Regions from separate parts of the Sus scrofa genome. Here region 2 is linked to region 1. A link is a contact called in public targeted proximity ligation data. All regions are on one chromosome and are shown on one strand. The core of a region is the stretch at or near the end of the contact, and the rest is flanking DNA. Distances in the headings are between cores, read along the strand shown.

Evidence for each region.
Region 2: a targeted proximity ligation map of alveolar macrophages shows a contact between it and region 1. A contact is called at or near these places in 1 of 47 Hi-C or Micro-C datasets (liver) and 1 of 2 datasets of targeted methods (alveolar macrophages).

Annotation. Positions count from the first base shown.
Region 1 is chr4:14,178,600-14,181,392 of Sscrofa11.1, forward strand. No RefSeq gene overlaps it. Among named protein-coding and RNA genes, the nearest start is that of TRIB1, 120 kb to the right of the region's middle.
Region 2 is chr4:14,501,003-14,503,702 of Sscrofa11.1, forward strand. All of the region lies in intron 4 of NSMCE2 (E3 SUMO-protein ligase NSE2), which reads right to left. Among named protein-coding and RNA genes, the nearest start is that of WASHC5, 96 kb to the right of the region's middle.

The sequences.
Region 1 (2,793 bases), core at 177-2,676:
CTAAAGAAATTATCCACACTTACTATAGAGAGACAAAACAACACCACCACCAAAACATGGTGGACAGAATGAGAGGGACTAAACAGATATCTAATTGAGTGGTCAAAGAAGACATGAGAGAGACAAGGGAAGCAATTGGGTGGAAACTTATCAATTCCATGTTCAATGTCTCCAATCACTTCCCTCCATCTAAGAGGAAATTTCCAAGTCCCAATGAAGCCTACAAAGTCTAACGTGATCTGGCTGCTACCTACTTCTCCCTGCTCCCCATCTGTTCTGGAATTTGCCAAGTGTACTCCCTGGCCACAGCTTCTTCTGGGAGCATTATTCCCCTGAAACCTGCATGTTACTTCCTTGTTTCATTCAAATAAAGGCCACTCTTGAACATGTAAGCTAACATTGTCCCCACCCCCAACCTTGCCTGCTTTACTTTGCTTCTTAGCATGTATAATTTCCTAATATTATATTATAGCTTTATTTGTTTATTTTGTATTATTCTTCTCCTCGACCTATACACATATACCTTGCCCTGAGTTGATACTCAGTGAGTATTTTCTGATAGTAATAACAGATGAGTGAAACACACACATACCTACTGTGTGGTCAGCACTGCCAGGATACAGAGGTGGGTGTGGCAGGCACTCTGGGTGGCTTGCCATTCTCCATCTTCCTTTTCTCCCTTAATAACACAATCCTGATTTTGTCCAGGAAACAATGGAACCAGCTGAAGAGCTCTATTCCCAGGTACCCCTGTAGAGAGATGTGACCATTTTGACTATATTCTGGTTGGTGTGGTGTACTTTTTCTTTGTTTGGTGGTGCTTCCAGGAAAGCTCCTAAAAAGAATGAGTGGACTTATCTGGGGGACCTTATATATCCCTGTCCCTTCTCTTTCTTGTTACCTAGAATGTGGACATAAGGGCTAAGACTTCCATGACTATCCTACAACCATAAGTCAATCTTGAGGATGGGACCTATGAGCTAAGGATGGTAAACCACACAGATAGAAGGAGCCCGGAACATCAAAAACATCACAACTGTCATTCTAGGCTGGTCTTCCTACCCCAGACATATATTAGCACAGAGAAAAATAAGCTCCATCTTTTTTCAAACACTACCTGCTAAAGGTACTTCTCAAGGATATTTTGAGTAATCTTCAGTATCTGACTTGAGGAACTGGCAACCAACGATAAGATGCAGACATATGCACTGACCCCCAGGGCAATGGGCTGGCCAGGAATTCAGCAGGGTCAATTGCTTTGCCCAGCATGGGACTTGGTGGGCAGGAGAGCACTTTTATCTCCCCAAGGAAGGATTGGGTCATCAGCTTGGCCTTTCACACTCTCAAATTGTTGGGTTAGGCAAGGACTGGCAGTGTGAGGGGTCAAACCACAGCAATTTCTGCTCCTTCTGGAGTCACCCAGTGGGGGAAATGTCACATGTGCTCATAAGGTGTCACCAGTCAATCAGAAGCACTAGCTCTGCATCCTCTCTGTGCCTAGTGTTGCATTAGATGCCATGGGGGGGGAGGGGGGCAAGGAGGAGATGTGGCTTCTATCCTCAGAAAGCTTACACTTACAGGTACTCACGAACTTACGTCTGGGAAGAATCTTAGTGGGAACCTTGGTTTCTTGGGTTCAAGTTTCCATGTAGGGGGACCTTACCCAGTGTAGCACTTCCTGCCTCATTTCCCCATGATGTTCACTCTTCACAGGAGGTGGGTCCACTTCTCTGATATGAGTTTGAGAACAAAAACAGATAAACACTTCTGGCTTCTACTCTTTAGGATCCACCTGAAGACCTGCCTATAGGATCATGTGCATGTAAGATAAGCATGGGGATGTTCAGAGTTTCCACTGAAGGGATGGACAAGTCTGTCTGACTCTGGGGAGAAGAATTACAAATCCCTTTTCTGGTGATCATACACTTGTGCCATGTCCTTCAACCCAAATTTTATCCATTAAAAAGTTGACATTTTTATCTCCATCTCTCTCTTAGTTCTGAATTCAGGAAGAGAAGGAATGAGTTATTTTTGGTCTTTCAATATAATTAATGTTGACAGCTGTTAAGAACAACTTCCAAACCTCAATTTCTTTACGTTGTAAAAGCTTTCATTCTCATCTCACAAAGTCCAATGGTGATACTTCTGGTCAAGAGGCTCTGCTGTAAAAAGCTAACTTAGGGACCTAGTTTGCTTTCATACTGTGTTTCCATGATTAGGTGGCTTCCAAGTCAACCTGGAATCATCCAGCCATGAGAGATAGGAAAAGCCTGGAAGATCACGGTGTGGGATATTTTATAGTGTAAACATCTAGGCCTGCAAATGTCAGAGGTCACTTCATTCTATGCTCCATTGCGCAAAGCAAATTACAATATGCAAAGAGGCCGGAAATGTCTTATTCATGTGCCAAGGAGGAGAGGAGAACTGGACATTGGTAAACTTCAGCAGGCTCTACCATGCCCAACATGGTCTAAGCCTGTCATCATGAAAGTGACCATTTTTGAGAATCGAAGACTGTAACTAAGTTGCCCAAAGCACACAGCCATTAGCAACAGAGCTGGGAAGAAAACTGAGCATCACCAAAGCTAGACAGTGTATGTGGAGGGGGGAGGGGTAAAACCGAGAGCCTCGAACCCATCTGCCCTACCTCAGGGAGTGGTAAGTTCCCTGACACTGGAAGAAGGCAAGCAGAGGCTGACCATTGAGAACCAAGTTTTCCATCAGACAACTGGATTACATCAGTGATTCCCACACTTTTCATTCTCAAGGGCCCCTTTCATAATTTTTCCCTTT
Region 2 (2,700 bases), core at 34-2,533, 320 kb after region 1:
AGGGACACACAATATTTGTTTCTAATTTTCAAATCAATGTATAACTAAAGTGAGCATGACTCAGTGAAAATGAAATGTATACAGCCCTTATAAATAAAATAAATATTCTCTAATTTCCCAACCAAAGTACACAAGTATCTGATGAAAGAAAATTAAGCTTTGGTACCACTGGAGGGAGAAAAACCTGCCAGCCATCTTCCCAGCACAATGCTTTCCTGTCTTTCTACAGTATCATCTCACGCTCTTTAATAGCTGCCACTTTAAAAGGCTCTCTTTAATTAAATAATTACCTTCTTGGGAAAATACAACTTCATCCTAAAATGACTAAATAGGATTCTCACCTCTCCACTTATTCAAATTTGACCTCTTCTTCCAAGTCTTGTTCAAAACTCATTTTTTCTGTGCAGCCATCACCCTCTTGTTTCAAAGACCCCTCCCTTCTCAGGTGTTAATTATATGAATCACATCCTGGCAGCTGATCATTTGCCTCCTCCCATTCTTTTTCTAATTCAGCAGTACTTAGTTTCTATTTCTCCCATGGCTCTCATTATTTTGCTTTGAATCACAGTGATTTGAAGTACCTGTTTCTCTGCTCCACCAAAAGGACTAGGTCATAGCCATCTGTGTACGATCTTTGATTATGCCCAGTCCTAGACACATCCATCAATAGGGCTTTGTTGGATTAAGTGCATATAGATTTTGCCCATCCAGTAAGAACACAAACTCCTTGAAAGAAAAGAATGTGCCAGATTTCTTTCTTCTCTATACCTAGATACCTAGCCTAGTGTCAGCCCCTAGACAGTTCTTTTTGAATATCCATTTGTTACATGTATATTCAACATATACCATAAAAGAACACCAGTTGTATTTTAATTTCACTTACGCTAAATTATCTCTACAGTTGCTTCGAGAGCTGAATAAACATGTCCCTGATCAAAGGGATGACTCAAAAAGTGAGATTACTTCAATTACCCCCTTGTTTTGAAGGTTGCACATTGAGAAGAAAGGTTAATCTCCTCTCACACCCCCCCCCAACACACGCACACGCACACACACATTCTTTCTCTCTCTCTCTCTCTCTCTCTCTGCCAGTGCTGTTTCAGTAGTTACATAGGATATTTGAGTGTTTCAAACAAACAAACATGAGCTGGGGCAATAAGACTGAAAACCTGGCCACAGTACTTTCTATCTCCTCCCACCAAGAGGCAGAGTCCTCTGTCCCACTCCTTGAACCTGGGCTGCCTGGTGACTGCTTTGACCAAGAGTCTAGCAAAAATTACACTGTGCCATTTCCATGCCGGGGCCTCAGAGATCTACTTCTGCTCTTGAGGATCTTACCTCCCTTCTGCCACTCTGTGGACAAACCTAAACCAGTCTGCTGGAGGATGAGACCACATGGAATGGGGACGAGCTGTCCTAATGGGGGCGGAGGAGGGGGAGCCCCAGACCAAGAAACCCCAAGCCAATCAGGCTGCTTACCGCAGCTGTGTGGCTGAGCCCCCAGCAGGACCAGCAGCAGAATCACCCAGCTAAGCCCAGTCCAAACGGCCAATCCAAGCCAAATAAATGGTTAAGTCACTGCGTTCTGGGGCGGTTTGTTCCACAACAAAAGTTGACGGAGCTGGAGGCCCAACACCATTTTAAACCGAACACTTGCATGGTGTTGCAATGCCAATTCCTATTCCACAGCAGTTTTGCACTTCAGAGCCAATGCAAATCATTTCTATATGTTTACTATTTATTTTTAAATAATCTTAAAATTCTAATTATAGTTGAATAAAATATTCTAACTGCAAGGAAAGCAGAACTTCTAAAAAATTGCTATCATTTTGTTTTCCTATTTCTAATAAATGCGTACACTTCATCTCCATTTCCTTATGCACCATGAGAATTTTTAAAACTACACAATGTGCTTCTTGCTTCAAAATTGGATAGGGGAAGTCTACTTATTAGGGGAAGTCAGATGTGATTTCTACTCTTTATTAAATAACCATATGTGAGAAGGGCAAAAAAAGTAATGAAGAGAACCCTCAATATTACCAACAAGAAAGAGAAACAAAACCAAAAGCACTGACAGAGTTCCTGTTGTGGCGCAGCAGAAACGAATCCAACTAGGAACCACGAGGTTGTGGGTTCGATCCCTGGCCTTGCTCAGTGGGTTAAGGATCCGGCATTGCCATGAGCTGTGGTGTAGGTCACAGACGAGGCTTGCATCCTATCTTGCTGTGGCTGTGGTATAGGCCGGCAGCTGTAGCTCCGATTCAACCCCTAGCCTGGGAACCTCCACATGCCTCGGATTCGGCTCTAAAAAAAAAGTAGAAAAAAAAGGCAATGACTAATTTCACCCCCCATCTTATTAGATTATGGAATTTAGTTTTTGAAATTGAAAAATATGAATAACTTTCAGTTTAGGACTGAGAGATTCGTGCATCTCAGGAAATTCAACTAAAATAAGAAAATGATACTTAGAAAAAAGTCTTTCTCCCTTTACTGTTTTTGGTCCATATGGCCCTTGGTCCTCCTCCCAGACACTGGAGCTTTCCTTGCTGGCTCCTCCTTTTCTTCTTCTCTGACTCCCTTGGACTCGTCCCCTTGCCCCCTTGCATGGGTCATCTACTCCCACAGCTCCAACTCGCACCTGGGAGCATGTAAAGAGCCCTTCTCCTTAGCCATCCGTGGTCTTACACCAACGCTTTCCTC